4 separate regions of the Gossypium hirsutum genome follow, and all the other regions are linked to region 1. A link is a contact called in public Hi-C data. All regions are on one chromosome and are shown on one strand. The core of a region is the stretch at or near the end of the contact, and the rest is flanking DNA. Distances in the headings are between cores, read along the strand shown.

Region 1 (4,560 bases), core at 695-3,194:
TAACAACAAGTTGTGTTACCACACATTTAAAGATCTTACTAAGGCATAAATCTATTTGTCATAGGTGGAGTAATTGGCCTTCTCTCTTGCATTAAAATGGCTCCAACACCAACATTAAAGCATTGCATTTTACCTTAAAAGTGTTATTAAAATCTGGAAGTTTAAGAATAGGTGCACCACAATACTTATCTTTCAAATTTTGAAAGGCCTTCTCTTGCTTGTTGTCCTACTTAAATCCCATATTCTTTTTGATGATTTTGATTAGTAGGGCAACGAGTGTGGAGAAATATTTCACAAAATGTTTATACAAACTAGCAAGTCTATAATCAAAATTTGATTTAGGAGTAGACCACTCTTAAATGATTCTCACCTTTTCTTTATCAAATTCAATCCTTTTTGCACTAACTATAAATCCTAGAATGATCAACTTGTCTATGAATATGCTTCTCAATGTAAGAATAAAAAATGTTCCTAACAAAAAAAAATTCAAAACTAATCTAACATTCTTAACATGGTCATCAATTATGCAACTATAGATTAAAATTTCATGAAAGTAAACAACAACAAATTTACCTAAATATTGTCTCAAAATGTGATTCATCACTTTCATGAAAACACTAGGTGCATCAGTTAAACCAAAAGGCATTACCAACCACTCATGAAGTCTATATTTGGTTTTAAAGTCCTTGTTCTATTTATCATCACCTTTCATTAGAATTTGATGATAACTCCTTTTGAGATAAATTTTAATTAATATGGATGCACCATGTGATTCATCAAGCATATCGTCAAGTCTAGGAATTGGATGCTTATATTTAATGGTAAGACTATTAATAGCTCTACAATCAACATACATTCTAAAACTACCAACTTTAGGCACTAAAATTATCGAAACCATGTAAGGACTAAGGGATTCTTGAATATGTCCCTTTTTCTATAGTTCTTGCGCTTACATTTGCAACTCCTTTATATATTTATGATTACTCTAATAAGCTAGTCGATTAAAAATTATGAAACTCAACAAAAAGTTGGTTTAATACTCAATGCCTCAAAAAATTAGTAAACTTGTAGGCATCTCATTTGGAAAACATCTTCAAATTTGTACAAACAAGAAACAAACATAGTAGGCAATTCTTGTCAAGGTTGGATGAACATAGTAGGCAAATTTTGTGAAGGTCAAACCAACCTAACAGTGAACTCGGATCAACCAAGAAACTACTGCTAAGAGTCCCAAGGGACCCACCGCATCAGTGATGCACAAAAGGCCAAGTCTGAGATAGTCTATCCTCTTCATCATCATCTCGGATTCTAATTTTACAAACACTATCACTATACTCTATCATGATAAGGCTGTTTGAGAATAGTTTCCCATAGATCTATTGGGTGGTACCCTTACCTTGTCAAATCTCATATATACACTAGAAATAACTAGAGATTGAAAACTAAAAACTAAAACTAAAACTAAAACTAAAACTGCTTTCAGAAAAGGGTTGAATGGACAAAATAAAAATCCACGAAAGTGTGGAGAAAAATTATGATAATGTGGACTGAGATTAAGAAAAATTAAAATAGAAGGTGTGACTCGCAGATAATACCAAAATTGACCCACTTCTGAAAAAAATTTTGATTTAAAAAAGTTGAATAACTAAAATATTATGAGATGAATTTTGTTATTGACGTCGTAGAAGGTTTTATTTATTTATAATAAATCCCTTCTTGTAATAAAACTTTCCAAAGCCTGTCTCCTAGATGATTTGGATGGTGGGTTTTTCTGTAAAATTATTTTTCAAGAAAATAACTTTTTAATATTTTAATGAAAATAAAGGTTTTTAAAAAATATAACACTAAGGAGTATAAATATAAATAAGAAATACAAAGTTGCGTTGATGAAAAATGAGTAAAATAAGAAATAAATACAAGTTGACAAAAGGAAAGGAACATGTTGAATGATGTAAATAGGTAAAGTTGACGGGGTCAATGAGCAAACATTAGAAAGAAAAGAGAGAAACAATCGGCAATGGATCTTCCTTCCCTTGTCTCTGAAATTGACTTTCATTCCTACGGATAATCGCTTTGGCTTTCGATTGGTTTCGGCCTCTTTAGTCAAAACGGAAAGGACGCCAAAGCGCAACCACATTCCTCCCCCCCTTCCCCTTCTCCTTCTTTCCTCGAAAAACCCTAACCGGCCCCACCATTTTTCATTTTTTTTTCCAATTTAAGAGAAAACTAAAAAAAATTATTCAGAAACAAAGTCAACCGGAGATAATTGGAAAGGAGATTTCGATTTTTCCTTCTTAGGACTGTTTTGGTTGTTGGGTTTTTTTGGAGAGATGTCGTCGGAGATCGAGGTTGTTGAAGACGTTCAACCCTTGAAGCAATCGGATGGCGTTGTGGCGAATGGAAATGGATATTATGGGGGAGGGAACAATGGGGTTGTTGGTGGTTTCGTTGATGATGAGAGCTTGAGGAATGATGTCTACACGGTTGCTGCTTATGGGGATTTGGAGAAGCTCCAAAGGTTGGTTGAGTACGAGGGTCGCTCTCTTTCCGAGCCTGATGGCCTTGGTTACTATGCCCTCCAATGGGCTGCTTTGAATAATAGAACAGCTGCTGCTCAGTACATCATCGAGGTCTTTTATCCTTCTTTTTATGGTTGTTTTGATGGATTTTCTGAATTGCCTTTTATTGTCAGAGTTTGGAGTTGATTGTATTTATTATTCAACTGGGTTTATTGGGTATCTGGTTTATGGATTCCTTATCTTTAAAAAGTTTGCTTGATCAGGCTTTTAATGGGTTTACTGAAATGGTTTTTGGGAATCCATGCTTTTGAGCTGTGTCATGTTGGTATTGAAGTTTTCATTAGATTAAATTCGGTTGAAGTGACTGGTTTTTGGGTTTTCTTTATTTGCTAGCATGGTGGAGATATACATGCAGCAGATCACAATGGGCAGACAGCCTTGCATTGGAGTGCAGTCCGAGGTGCGATACAAGTTGCTGATATTTTACTCCAAGAGGGTGCTCGGGTGCATGCTGCTGACATCTATGGCTACCAGGTGAAATTATATGGTTCTTGTCAAATGGATTTGGGAATGTGATCAGTGATGTAAATAAATGTCTAAACAGTGCTGGCTGTTTAGACATTCTTCTCTGCTTGAAGTTGGTTTTATACCAGCATAAGCATCATTTATATATGTTTTAGGAGCAGTAGAACTCAGCAGTATATGGTTTTCATTAAATCATATTGATCTTTTGAGGCTTAAAGAAGATATATTTTTGCTATGCATTTTAGTCAAGACTGTTGCTGCAGATGATATTTGTTCCCTTTCTCTCCTAGTTTAGGACCTCAAAAAATGTTGAAGTGCTATGCATTCTTGTTTACTCTGGCTTGCTAACCTATTAAATCCCCCTTATATTTCCTCTCTAATTTTTCTCCTTTTAGTATCGTCTCTATCATATTCTAATTTATGCAGCTGTTCTTCACTGCTGTTGGTGATACACTTTCTTTTCCCTTTTCTCGTGGTTGTGTTTTTTTTTCTTGGTCTTGAAGTTTATAATGCAAGTGTGGGCTTATGCTTCTTAAGTTGATGCACAAACTTATGCTTTCATTTTTTCTGTTTACAATTTGTTTGTGGGATGATAATGTAATACATGTACTTATTGCTCTCACTCCAACCTCCAGATGGATGCACGTTTATTTAATGTAATTTGATGCAGGTAACACATGTTGCCACCCAGTATGGTCAGACTGCTTTCCTGTATCATATTGTTTCAAAATGGAATGCTGACCCTGATATTCCAGATTATAGTGGGAGTAGTCCTTTGCACTGGTAAGAGGAAGTTCATTTACCTTACTCTTTATTCACTTGGATGGTCCAAGATATGTCTGCATAATGTGAAGTCAGATCTGTTATATTTATTTCTTTGCACTGCTTAAATATTGTAACTATTTTGTTCATTTCTTTCGTACAAATTGCTTGATTGCAAATGCAGTTTACAAGAATCAGATCTGTTATATTTATTCTAACTTCCTTGCAATATGTATAATACTAGGGCCGCTTATAAAGGTTTTGCCGATTGCATACGTCTTCTTTTATTTCTCGATGCTGATAGAGGGCGTCAGGACAAAGAGGGTAATTTTCTTATTCTTAGATTTAAAGTGCCATTTCTATGTAATTTCATCTGTTAATCTAGTATAGACAATATGTACCTGTGAAATATTTAATTGCATGCATAATTTTGCTTGACTAACCATGCTTCATCTTTTAATCAGGTTGCACTCCTCTCCATTGGGCAGCTATTAAGGGTAATCTAGAAGCTTGCACTGTCTTAGTACAAGCTGGCAAGAAGGAGGACTTGATGATCACTGATAATTCTGGCCTTACACCTGCACAGCTTGCTTCTGAAAAAAATCACAGACAAGTTGCTTTTTTCCTTGTAGGTTCCATAGCATCTAGCTTGGTTAATGATTGTTCTTATGGTAACAGTTTAATATATATATTTGTTTTTGTCTTTAATCTTACGCAATTCAAGCCCTTTGTTGCTAATTATAACTGAATGCCT
Region 2 (4,560 bases), core at 1,028-3,527, 220 kb after region 1:
GAGTTTTCTCGTGACTTGGCAACTCGATCTTGGTTCGCGCGCAACCCTCTATCAACTTGACTCTTTTCTTGTCCTTAAGCAAACATACCAAACATGTAAAAGAAAATATAACTCTTGGACTAAATCAGGCAATTAAGTCACATAGTGGTAAAACATCGAACTCATATGAGAACTATCTCACATGCAACTTAAGAGTGATATCTAGTTAACTTGTTTATTCCTAATGCAAACATAGTTAGTTCGCTAAGTTAAAATGTCAATAGATGTAAATGCAATGGAAATAAACATATGTACAAGTGTTATCCATCAAAATAAATTATGCAGATCAATCATAGATATTTAAAAAGAATTAGTCATGTTCATTCAAAAAAATGCAAGTTATTTACTAATTATTATGTTGGTGGCTTATTCGGGTCCCAAAGGTCTTACAGGCTTGTAACATTCTAAGGCTTAGGACAGTTCAGAATTCAAAAAATAGATACTTAAAACAGGTTCAAGCACTAGAAATGATTAAGTACATGACATTGTTCCCTATTTGCCCCCAATTAATTTGCACGCTCACCTCCTTATTCCTACTTCTCTTGCCTACCTTATTCCTCCTAAAATGATAGAAGGTACTACACGAGATTAGCACATACAAAATTTTGTATTTGTGAACTAAAAGATTTTCATTTTCGAGCTTAATTTGATTTAGCTCTCTTTTTTTTTTATTTTGCACTTTTTCGTTCACCATTTTTTTAACATACTGATTTGCGTAATCTCTTCATTTTCCTTTTCTCACACAAAGCCACCATGATTTCTCTACCTATCCCTCAATGTCCATGGCCCGACGTCCATTACATAGTGCATTTTAAAGAATGAGACTAAGAAGGATTGAGTGCTAGACTCGTTTAGGTTCAAGGCTTTGATATTAAGGTTACAAAGAAAGGGTACTTGAGGCTCAAAATATGGGAACTAGAGGTACATAGCAAAAGGTAAGCTTTTAGGCTCTAGCCTAGTTCAAATAATGCCTAAGGTCTTTCTTGAATCAATCACCCAAGACCAATTCTTTCAAGCATACATCTATTTAAACGAACAATTAACAATTCAAATTATTTATTTACAAGGATCCGTATACTTTATTAATCATATGGTACACTTTATACATTTTCATTTAGGTTGTTGCCCCTAGTCTATTAACTCGGCCCATGAACAAGTCTAATCTTTCCTACCAAGTACATTTACGAAAAGAAAATTTATATTTTCTATTTTTTTACCTCTTTAATTTTTCATCTTTCCAATTAGCTTTCCACTCTACTAAGCAAAGCCTTAGTCTCTAAGCTTGGGAAATTTTCCCAACTTGGTCTAAAAAACATTTTCTCCGCATTAGTCTCAGAATTAGGGTTGTAAATGAACAGAGTGTTTGATGAACAGTTCGATTTTTGTTCGTTTATTAAGCTAATAAATAAACGAACATGAATAAGATTTTGAGGCTCGTTTATTAAACGAACCGAATACAAACAAAGCTTATTTAGTTCATTTATGTTTATGAACCAACTCATTTAAAGTTCGTTTAATAAATAATTTAAAACTCGTTTATTGTTCTATTAGTATATATTAATAAAATTATCTTGGTTTGTATTTTTTTCATTTATAATATAATTATTAATATTAATATTTGACTATTTTATATCTAAATAATATATGTGTATGTGTTTATTTATCGTTTGTTTGTTTATTTATTATTCATTAACATTGTTCATAAACATGTTCAATTATATGTTCATAAAGATGTTCGTTTAATGTTCGTGAACATGTTCGATTAAGTTAAATGAACATGTTTGTGAACATTAAACAAATGAACATGAGCACACATAATTTTAAATAAACAAATGAACATAAACAAAGGTTTGTTCGTTTAAGCTCAGTTCATTTACAACCCTACCCAAATTTAGAAACTTTCTCGAATTTGGTTTGCATTAAGGTATAACACTCTATATTGTGCCATGTCATCACTTGAAAATCAAATATATATAATTTACAATAAAATTATTAATTTTTTTAAATTATAAAAATTCAAGTGATGACGTGACATAATTTTAGAGTGTCATGTCATCATGCATTAATGGAATCCAAATTTAGGAACCAAATTGAAAAAAACTGATAAGTTTCAAGATTAATGTGAACCAAAAAAGTTTAGAGATTAAAGTTAAAAAAATTACCAAGTTAAAGGACTAAAGATTATATTATCCCTTAAAACACTTCACCTTGTATTAGAAGATGGGATAATTTCGGGGCTTAGGTCCATAAACATGTTGAAGGCTTACGCTTTTAAACACAAACAAAAACGAAGCCCATCTCCGCCAGTGTCACAGCTTTGCATGACGTGGCTACATCACATTGGTCAACCTGCGTAGACTTGAGTCATCTTCAACAGCACTGGATACATCCTTTTCCTTTTACCTATTCTTAGCAGGCACAAAACAAATTATTATTCAATATTTTTGTTTTTTTTTTAAAAGAGAAAAGCAAAAAAATAGGACAAGGCAATATGAGATTATTTGTTAGTTTGGTAGCAGTTTTATGTATCGTGTGCAGCAATGTCTTAGCCGATCAGATTTTCCCTTCTCATGTAGGTAAGCCGATATTTCATAGTTTTTTTCCCCTTTTGTGTTAATTAATCTTAATTTTGTATGTGTGGTTTTAAATTGTGGGTTTTCTTTGAGTTGAGCTCATGAGATGGACTTAAAATATCGATTCCCAGTGATTTTATTGTTTTAGATGAATGAATGTTTCCTATATTATTTGTAAGACATGCTACTTGTTTATTGTTAATTAGTAGTATATGGTTGTTCATAGGTTCCTCTTTTATTCACAATTGGAAAACGATTTGTCCGTAAAGAAATTGATGACTAAGTCATTAGTAGTGCTTGAGTAGTGAAATTAGCACCAAAGGCAGGAAGGAGCTTCATTACAGCTACATCCCTTGTTGGTTAGAGAAGGGGGTTTTGTGGTTTTGGAATTTGATTCAATTAAGTATTGTGATCAAATGGGAGATACTAGTGGTTCTTCGGTAGCCTAGGATTGATGCCTACTTTACTTCTAGGGCTTCTTGCAAGACAATATGATGAATATTTTTATGATCTGAGTAAAGTGGTCTCGGCATCAGTAGTGTTTTTTTCTTTTTCACAACTAGAAAGAATTTGCAGTTGAATTTAGTTTTTTTACTTGTGAATGCCAACTACTTTTGAAAGTGAGCATTTATTCATGAAAGCAAATTTATGCTAGGTGCTGATTGTTTGATAAATTTGGATATTATGGATCATAGCTGACCTACAGAACCACAAGTTGCTTATGTTCTTATACCTTTGTGGCTTTGGGTCAATTGAATGGTTATTGGTTCTTAAATAAAGATGGGTGAACTTTAGAAACAAATGAAACCGGAGAATGAAATAAAGAAGAAGAAAAACTAGAATGCATGGTCTTCACTCACCACAAGTGCCATTAGAAAGAGCTATTAATTGTTGCAACCTAGTCCGTCTTTGTGCGTGATTCTATCATATACAGAGTTTCCATCTAACTATTGCAACTGATTTATTGGCAATGTCATAGTCTTCTTTCTTTCTTTTTTAGTATTTAGAATATTGGTTCTACTGGGATCAAGTTTTTCTTGTTTTCTGATGCTTTTCTAATACTTAACTGATAAACAGCTGGCACACTTGGCCGAAGCTTCCGTGAACCAAAATACAAGATTGAGTTCCATTCTGAAGACTCTCCCTACCATCCCGTAAGTAAGATTAGAATTTTAAACAGTTTTTGCTCATCAAGCCTTGGTTTAAAGCATCATCTGGATGTTCACTTGGGCTTTATCATATTGAACATCCAACCTAAAACCTACTGGCAATAGGTGGAGGGGTCCAATTTTAATAAAAGACCATAGGGAACATAATCTTTAATGACTTAACCAACTATATTCTCACCACTGCATATTTCCTTGAGCAAGTAAAATTTATAAATGGTAATATGTAAAACTTCTGAAATTATTTACATGTGTACTTCTTAATATAAGCATGGACTTTTTTATTTTAAAGTTTTCTACATAACATGCTCTTATTATTTACAGCTTATTAGTGGGTTCAAATAAATTAGTATACTTTTTATCTAGCAACACACTTCAGCATACTGTTTCATACTGTGTTCAAATGCTTAAGAAAGTTTGTATTTTGAAATTGGAGAGACCGCGTAATCTTGGCATGCAACCTGGTGCTGTTTCTATAAAAGAGGGTTATTAATGGTAATAAGACGAATGAAAATCTTGGCATCATAATCTTGTCATAATTTTCCATGTGCATATACATTTAGTGGGCTGGTTTTCCTTTGATGTGAACCTATCAAGTTCCATTTTTAGTGATCTACTATTACAATGCCTGGAACATTTCGCAGGATGATGATCAGGAGTCTGTTTTTATGCCTAATAAAGATGGAAAGAATTTTTTATGTTTCTTGCCTAAGGTGGAGAAAACCAAGACTCTAAAGCCAGTTACTCAGCAGAACGTTAGTAGCATGATTGTGGAATCTGAG
Region 3 (4,560 bases), core at 650-3,149, 170 kb before region 1:
GACTGTCTGCAATACGTTTTCGTATCATACTTGGATGCCATGCCGAGTTGATCTAAATACCTGCAATTCATGTCCCAGGAACAATGAATCAGAAATCTATCAGACAGAAAGGCCTAAGCTTCGGGATAGCAAGGTATTGCGACATTACCAGAAACTGAACACAAATGCATTTGTGACAAGATTATGGCCACTGTTGTAAGCTCCTCCAGCCTCACCCACCCAGGCAGCTGCTGAAGTTGTAGAATTCTTGATGATGTTATGAAGGCCACTGAATGTTCCGGACACGCCCTCAAGAACGGATGGATCGAGAATCTTTCCAACAAGATGGTCATCAACTCCTACACAGAGAAACACACGATTGTCAAGTTCAAACCTTCTTTCATGTCCTAAGCTCCTATACTGGATTATGCACATAGGAACCATACCTGGTCCAAGGTTGTATATGTGGTGAGTGACAACATCGAGGGACTTGTTTGTCTTATCAATATATTCCGTGAACCAATCCGAGTCATAGAACCCTCCCGGTGTGATAATTAACGGCTTCAAATCAACATTCTGGTATATCTTCTGCACTATACTTTGCAGAGCTGCTGTGTCAGCCGCATACTGGTCTGCAGAGACCCGAGTTCCGACCCCGCTTCCGCACAATTCATTTCCTGACAAGCGAAAGATAACAAAAATAATGTGTTTCGGTCGATACATTATCAAGAATTCAGACATATCATGTATAGTTCTTTTACCTAACTCCCAACCGTGAATGGTATAGTTCTTGTCAACAGTGTATTGCATAAAAGATTCGGCATTGGTGTAGTTCCAAGCACCTACGGCTGAACCATCAGAGGCTATAGTTCGACCAGCAAGTGCATTTAATCCAAAAATAACCTTAGCTCTGAATAATCAAACAGCTGAATTAAATTAATGGTGGAATTAAGAATTCATAATGTTGAAGCTCAAGGAAAATTGAAAATGGTGTTTATACCCTGCTTTTTGAAAGAAGGAATTAAGGTCATCCCATCTATTCATTGGCAAACATCCTTGTGTAAAACCAAACATCTCAGAAGTGTTTTTGACAAATGAAGTGCAGGGTAGTTGATTGTCATCAGTGTCATATATGACTTTGTCTTGTAATGTGCCGCCCAACCTAATCTTCAATGGTGAAAAAGCTGAAAAATATAGGGACTGGTAAATAAATAAAATAGAATAATTGAGATGGATTTTTATGGGAAAGAATTGCCTTACCTTTAACGGCATTCAAGAATAAGTTTTTATTAAGATCCTGCAAAAGAAAAAAAAAAGAAAAGAAAAGGAAGATGAAACAACATCTCAGCCAAAACCACTTTTAAACTGGGAAAATATGCTTTTTCCAGATTGAAACAGAAATACCCTCAAAAGTGTGAAAAGACCCATTATGTTCATTATGAAAATCATTGTCAAACAACAAAGAAAAGAAGAAGAAAAACCAGATTGAGAAGCCCAGCAAGGCCCCAACTGCATGTCCCATAATCACATTTCTCAGGAGGCCACCAATCCAAAGTAGCACAAATGAAATCATCATCTATTCTACCAATCGGAGCTTTTCCATCAATGAAAACAGTCCCTTCAGCACTTGCATCAGCTTGTGAACTTACAAAACTCAAGCTGTAGAAGTTTAACAAACTAATAAAACAAACCCAGAAACAAAAACCCATCTTTGGATTCAACTCAGGAAGAAGAAAAAATATTTAGATCTTCAATGTTCTGGAAATGGAGCTGAAGATATATTAAGTTCCCATAGGAGGCAAAAGTAAAAGATTGAACTTTTTTTCTTTAATAAAAAGGGGGACAAAAAGTGAAAATAAAAGCAGAAAGAGGAGGATATTATATATATATATAAAAGGTTTTTATGGAAATGGGGAGAATCAAGTTAAGCTTCTTTCCATGTTCGTTTAATTAAGTTAGCAGTTTAGAATTAGTTGCATTAAGTGGGACCATTATGGGCTGTTGTTCTCTTTCATCTTTGCATTCCCTTAAGGAAAACAGCAAAGATTTCTTTTTTATTTATTTTGCTTTTTGAACCTATCAAACAAAACTGAATCTAAAGGTTGTGGGATCCACTGTTTTGTAAGAACCTTGAAAGCATGAAGAACGTCAAAGCCGCAAACCCTCGGCTTTGTTAAAATATGTAGTTACTCCCTGTACTTTGTCAAATTTTGAGATTTAGTCCCTAAGCTAAAAATTAATTCCTCCTTTTTTTAGAAAAAAATCAGTCAAATAATTAAAATCAAAAGTATTTTTTTTCAAAATTTGATTAGATTGTGCTCGTATAATTAACAGAAAATAAAGATGTTACATTGACAAATTTTGACAGAAACTACCAATGACGATTATAATTGGACTAGAGTTTTTAAATTAAAAAATTAAAAAAAAAGACTGAATCTTTTTACGTTTTAAAGTAACAGGGACTAACTGCACAATTTAAACCTAGATATAATGAAAAGATAATGGTATAGGTTAGGGATTCCTCGTAACAAAATTTCATTTTTGCTTAATATATGGTTAGTGCTGTATAGAGCATTGAAAATATATACGTGGACATCGAGTAGTGTGTATTAAAAAGTGAAATTAATTTATGATTGAAATAATATAGATATTCCATTATCAAATGTGTTAGGACGTTGGTTTTTTTGTTTTAGCTACTAATAAATGGAAGCAAATAGGGAGAAACGTAAATGAACAAGTTGGAAGAAACCCACGTCAGCATCATTAAATATTCTTCATTGTTTTACGATTGGATGACCAAAGCTTTGATTATAAAACAAGTGCATACCACTCATACGAGGATTCCTCAAATAATAACAAGATTGAAGGCATATTTTGGTGATCCAACTAAAACTGAGATATTCACCACTACTTTGTATTAAATAAAAATTAACTAAACAAAATAATATATCTCAATTTCCTCTTTTAAATTCTTTATTTATTTAGTACATATCATCTCACTACAGGATAAAAAAATTATTTCTAATTCTAGTATACATTTTTTTTAATTTTAATTTATTAAAACTATTTGTAAACTTTTACAAATATGATGACATCTATAAATATTTTTATGTTACTTATTTTTAATTTATAAAAATTTAATAATTTTTTTCTAAATCAATTATTTATTCAAGAGAATGTTCATATATGCTCTACTGAGAAGGGATTGTATGACACTGTGATTCCACGTCATCCTTATCTCTTTTTAATAGTAGAATGACAAATCAGGTTTTTCCTCCTGATTTTTAGCATTTTTAGTTGGATTTGAATGTTTTAAGGAGGAAAAAGCTAAAAATTAGGAAAAAAAATCTGATTTGTCATTATCCTATAGGAAATGGATAAAAATGACGTAGAATCATAGTTTCATATAATCCTTCCTCATGCTTTACTATCTTATCATCTAATCTGATAAATAAATATATAAACTAATTCATGCATTCCGGATATTTTTTGTTACCAACAAAATTTGTTTGTTGAGTGATTTAAAACTTAGAATGTCATTCTATACTAATCCCTACAATATGACTTCACCTTAAAATGGAGTATTCTCCTTTCACTTGAATTGAAATCAAAGCAATTTTGAGAGTATTGCTTGGGTTTTATTTTTTTGTTGAAAACAATTGTCATATTCGTATTATAATCGAAATGAAATGTTCATCTTCAATCAAAAGTTGGTCCTATTGCTGTTCTCAAACTAGTTAGTTGGAGAGTTTCAGCAAACATGTCTTTCCCATATTGATGAGAGTATGGTGAGGCATCTACCTAGACCAAAAGGGAACCCACCAACACCATTACTTCAAGGTTAGTTAAGGCGAAGCTTTTCCTTGTTTTTGTTGTACATTCACCTAACACTCCTTTCTTATTTGGAAATCTAATTATTGTTTTAAGCTGTCAAGTTCCTGTCATCCACTAACACACCCACCTTCGATGTTATCCAATGCAAGCAAATCTTCATGTGCACTTGAAGAAAAGCTTCAGTTTTTTACCTAGAATGAACAAGGTTCCAAAACTATGAGAGCTGGCTGGTTATGCAAGGGAACTCTATGTATTCTCCACTTGTCAACTTATTATCTTTTCATAATTATATATACACATTTTCTTCAAAAGCAGTTGAACAAATACCAATTAACAAGCATTCGAGAAAACAAAGTCAAACATTTAGATGGTAGATAGAATTGGAAATTGTATCAATGCTCGATTTATCATTTAACATCATGCAAAATAAAATTAAGTAATTTATTTTCAAAAGTTTGGTTGATTAAAAAGTAATGAAATACTTCTGCTTTTATGAATTGTTGTACGTTTTGTTCCAACAACAAATGAAGCAGTCGGGATTACTTCAGACTATTGAATCACAGTACAAATTTTAATAATTTACACCCAACCATCTCCAAGCCTTATCCTCACATATTCAATATAAATTCGCTCAACCTTTTCTATTGAGAGCTGTAATAGATCTATGAAAGAAGAACAATTGATGCGATCAAAATATGTTCCTTTAAACTAAATTGAATAGTGCTCTCACTTAGTGTATAAAATATG
Region 4 (4,560 bases), core at 747-3,246, 130 kb after region 1:
TGAAGTTAGAGTTTCAAGTCTTTAAAATTGATTGAGAAACATGGGAAATTTTGTTGTTTTAGTTTAATAAAATCTTCATAATTTGCTTAAGTTTAATTAATTGTAATTAGAATTTATTTTATTGACATGGATTAGATAAAAACTGAATTGTTGGTACTTAGCAACCTAGAATTTGGTCATTTTGGGAACGATATCACTTTGTTACTTGATCGACATGTACGCTTACCTTACGAATTTCCAATCATCATTTATAAAAATATTTAAAATATATATTAAAAATGAAAAGCTCGATCAGGTTCTATCACTAAGCTCGAATTTGGCTCGAATTACTCAAGCTTGAGCTTGACTTGATAATTATCGAATCGAGTTCAAATTTTTTGAGTCAAACTCAAATAAATTGTAAACACTAATGTCTTATTTATATCTCTACTTTAGGGTGAATTGTAATGAAATAGGAAAACAATATGGTTTAAGGAGGTAAAAAGAAATAGGCTTATTGGTAAATGATGCCCTTAGTGGAAAATCAGAAAATCAATTAAGCCCTCAACAAAATTTAGCACTCAATTGGGCCCTTAAAGGATGAAATATTAATCAATCAAGCCCTTTCGTTAATGTTAACTAGGTTTGACCGTTAAATCTCGCTGGCGTGGTTGACAAACCAATCGAAATGTGACACATAGTGGCCACATGTACATCATGCTGACATGACATTTTGTCACATCAACAAATATTTTTAAAAAAATAAATATTTAAAAAAATCTATGATGAACTTGGACAAATGATTGTCCAGATTCATTTGGATGGCAACACGTGACTGCTACGTGTCTTTCGATTGGTCTATCAAACACATCAGCGAATCTTAATGGTCAAAAATGGTCAATATTAACAGAGGAGTTTGATTGATTAGTTTTCATCCTTTAAAGGCTCAATTGGGTGATAATTTTTGTTAAGGGCTTCATAATTTTTTTATTTTTCATTAAGGACTTTTTACCAATAATTCCAAGAAATATAATATAAATAAATAGAATGATAGTTGTAACTTAGGTAATTTATACCAAAAGTTTGGGTTACTCGTTGCATGGTTGTTGATTATCGGTATAGTCACGTTAGTGTGTTGATCTTCTTAATGTGTTTAATGATGAGCTTGCTAGTCTTGCAACCTTGATTGCTCATGATCCTTTCTAGCTAGCTTGTTGAATCTTTGTTATTAATAACTAGATTAATTAAATGTTCTAGGCCTTGTGAATTTTTTTTGAAGGGGGATAATCTTTTAGTATCGGATATAACCTAATACGTGAGCCAGTATAAATAGTTTAAAAGTGTACTTTGATAAATGCTGTTTGAATCGGATTGATCTATGGGATCGAGAATCAATTGAGATATTGAATTGATGAGAAAAATAAATTATCTCGCTAACTAAATAATTGACAACTAAATCAATTTTTATAATTTTTAATAATTTATTTATTTTTAATCATCTAAACCAATTGAATCGATACTGAAAATTATTTTCAATTCCATAAACATTAATTTAAAATTTTCAAAAGACATTTAAAAGTCACAAAGCAAATAAAAAATATCACTATTTAGGAGTACTAAGGAAACAATTATGTAAATGATGTCACGAGCGTGATCAAATAAAATGCAAAATAATAAGGTAAAGATTTTAAATAAATTATTATTATTATCCATCTAAATTCAACAAGCAAAATAAAAATAAAAAATAAAAGAAGAAGAAGACAAGCATGGCGGCTACGTGAATGATGGGTATTGACTAAGTAGCTTGTAGAAGGAGAATATGAAAATAAAATTGGATAAACTTCTTTTTTTTTTTTGTTTCCCCTTCTCGCCGGCCCGCGAGCCGAAACGGTCCAGCAGAAAGAACAGGGACTATGTGGGACCCACATTTCCCTATCGCTCTTATCTCATACACCACCACCTGTCCTTTTCCATCAAAGTTTCTCCACGTGGCACTCATCAGGCGGCTTCAAAGTCTCCACACTCCCCCTCACTTCTTCTACTTGTTTCCCCTGCTTTCTTGCTCTTTCAGTTTCACTTCCTCCTCCTTCTTCTTCTTCCATTTCTATTTCTCTGCAAGTGTTTTGCCTTTTTCCGCTCTGATTATGATCTGATGATTATATCTCTCTTTCTAAGGTCTCCTTTTTCTCTCTTTTTTTTTTTTGTGATAATGATCGTTATTCGATACTGTGGTCTTTATTTCTTAGGATCTTTTTTCCGTCCTTTCTTTTTTTGATTCCTCAAGAGGAAAAAAAAGTTAAAGTTCTTTTATTTTATTTTGCCAAAGCACCAGAAATCAACTATCCTTAGCTCTTCGCTCCTTAAATTGTGAATTTTTATGAGGAAGTTTTTTTTTCTTTTGACGTGTTACATTGATAATCTTTTCTCTTCTTTTTTTTGTAAAAAGAAAAACTTTTGTTGATGATAGAGTAGACAGGTGAATGTGGTGTAAAAAGTAAAAACACTTCCTGATCATCGTTTCATATGATCTTTTTATTTTTTTAAATGTTTAGTTGCATTTATTAATTTTATTTTATGGTTTAACGAGGGAGGTTATGCGTTGTCCTTTAAATGGGGTTTTGAATACTTATTCTCGGGGTTTGTAATTTATGTATGTTGGCTTTTTCGGGATGCAAGTTAAGAATTAGATGCAGCTTAATTTGTTATTTAAACACTTAAACGTTCTGTTTCTTAAGCTTGTTTTTTCCCCTTTAATTACTGTATTTATTGTTAATCAATGCTCACGACGAGATATCCCTTAAACTATTCAAAGTTTGATTTCAGGAGCTTCTTTGTAACTGTTGCTTTCGTTGGCTCTGATTTTGATTTATTTTTTCTTTTTTTATGAATCTATGACCGTTTCTGTTTACCAACGAGAATTTTGCATTCACAATGCTCGGGATGAATACTGCTAGCTTTGATTTATACATAAGTCCTATGTCACTTATGCGAGATAATGGTTTTGTTGGTCTTTTGATTTTGCATTCATAGTACACTTTAAAGAGCTGACTCTCTGATGCTGTTGCTTCTGTTCAGTTGTGTTGTAAGGTGAAGCAGCTTTTAGACTTCAGAGTTCAGCCCATGTTTGATGGTTCTAAAATGGGGAGTAAATTGGTTTTTCTTCTTGCTTCATGATATTTATTGATAATTTATTAGGCTATTAGTCAAATGGGGGGAGTGTGTTCAAGGAAAAGAGACCAACAGGTCGTTGAAGATGGAATGAGAAGAGGAGTGTCTGGAAGGTACGGAAAAAGTGGTAGTTCAAAGTGGCTTCTAACCTCCTTTTCTCGGCCCATGGTGGTTCACCAGCCTGGATTGGCCATTTGCCCGTCTCTCATGGAATTATGCATCGATAAAATATGCGAAGTATATCTTATCACATTGGTATTTGGCATGTCCTTAAGGGGAATTTTTTTTTCTTTTTTTCTTGAAATTATATTCTTTTCCTGTCACAGGACATCAACCAGTATAGTTCATTCACAATGCTGCCAAAGGATATAAGTCAACAAATTTTCAACAAGTTGGTTTTATCTCATCTTCTTACTGATGTTTTTCTTCAAAAGTTTCGTGATTGTGCTCTAGAGGTGAGTTTTCCCTAAATGGTTAAAAATGGAGCACCTTTATTTTTTTATGTCTTCACAGAGAATGAAATTTACCTGATTTTCATCGTGTTGACAGGATGTTTGGTTGGGTGAATATCCCGGAGTGCAGGATAGTTGGATGGATGTCATCTCTACACAAGGGACATCTTTACTTTCTGTCGATCTTTCTGGTTCTGATGTGACAGATATTGGCTTGGGTCTCCTAAAAGAGTGCTCGAGTCTCCAAGCCTTAACTTTTAACCACTGTGAAAATATTTCAGAAATTGGACTGAAGCATATTAGTGGTAATGTTCTATTTCTTTCTAGATTCTAGCTTGACAAGATACTTGTATAGAATTACAAGTCTTCTGTAAGTAAAGATAAAATATGTTTTTCCTTTTATTTATTTTCTGTAGTGGACCAATGATACTGAAAAGTTGGGGCAGATTCTATTTCAAGGTTTTTTTTTGCTATTTTGTGCTGTTTCTTATTTAAATTCATATTTCATAGGGGAACAAAAAAAACCTAAAATAAAGATGGCATGCTTCCAATATAACATGTTTGGAAACCGTTAAGTATGAAGTATCTATTAAATGTGTTGTAAAAATTAAAGAAATCCCATAAAACTCTTAAGTGATCGTGGTTAGAGAAATGTTATTCCCATATAATCTATTTTATTAATAGTACAATCAAATTTTGCATAATAGTGTCGTTCTGTGGTTAGGATATCTATGCAATAGTTCTTTGGATTGGCATGCTGTTTGACATTATTTTTGTGCTGATCACGGGCATTATGTTCCTTGAACTTTTAGGTCTAACGAACTTGACATCCTTGAGTTTTAAAAAGAGTGCTGCAATTACAGCTGAAGGAATGTGTGCCTTTTCCAGCTTAATAAACTTGGAAAAGTTGGACCTGGAGAGGTGCACAGGGATTCATGGTGGATTTGTACATATTAAAGGT

Evidence for each region. A called contact is a pair of places that touch in the nucleus more often than the background predicts.
Region 2: a contact with region 1 is called in a Hi-C map of leaf, with 1.8 times the contacts expected there. The contact joins the promoter of LOC107912604 here to the promoter of LOC107912578 in region 1. A contact is called at or near these places in 8 of 34 Hi-C or Micro-C datasets (callus, hypocotyl, leaf and 1 more).
Region 3: a Hi-C map of fibers shows a contact between it and region 1, with 1.6 times the contacts expected there. The contact joins the promoter of LOC107912568 here to the promoter of LOC107912578 in region 1. A contact is called at or near these places in 3 of 34 Hi-C or Micro-C datasets (callus, fibers and leaf).
Region 4: a Hi-C map of leaf shows a contact between it and region 1, with 1.7 times the contacts expected there. The contact joins the promoter of LOC107912596 here to the promoter of LOC107912578 in region 1. A contact is called at or near these places in 17 of 34 Hi-C or Micro-C datasets (anther, callus, hypocotyl and 3 more).

What each region holds. Positions count from the first base shown.
Region 1 is chrD08:24,280,113-24,284,672 of Gossypium_hirsutum_v2.1, forward strand. It overlaps LOC107912578 (protein S-acyltransferase 24), which reads left to right and starts at 1,945. Exons shown (of 13, transcript XM_016840823.2): 1 at 1,945-2,630; 2 at 2,913-3,053; 3 at 3,715-3,827; 4 at 4,051-4,130; 5 at 4,271-4,434. The coding sequence starts at 2,331.
Region 2 is chrD08:24,495,315-24,499,874 of Gossypium_hirsutum_v2.1, forward strand. LOC107912604 (protein OS-9 homolog) reads left to right here and starts at 2,278. Exons shown (of 8, transcript XM_016840855.2): 1 at 2,278-2,615; 2 at 3,690-3,766; 3 at 4,423-4,560. The coding sequence starts at 2,531.
Region 3 is chrD08:24,110,853-24,115,412 of Gossypium_hirsutum_v2.1, forward strand. LOC107912568 (heparanase-like protein 3) reads right to left here and starts at 1,900. Exons shown (of 9, transcript XM_016840810.2): 1 at 1,461-1,900; 2 at 1,240-1,276; 3 at 980-1,163; 4 at 741-889; 5 at 426-656; 6 at 149-338; 7 at 1-60. The coding sequence starts at 1,688.
Region 4 is chrD08:24,413,505-24,418,064 of Gossypium_hirsutum_v2.1, forward strand. LOC107912596 (leucine-rich repeat-containing G-protein coupled receptor 4) reads left to right here and starts at 1,997. Exons shown (of 16, transcript XM_016840841.2): 1 at 1,997-2,154; 2 at 3,055-3,384; 3 at 3,474-3,602; 4 at 3,697-3,904; 5 at 4,412-4,558. The coding sequence starts at 3,187.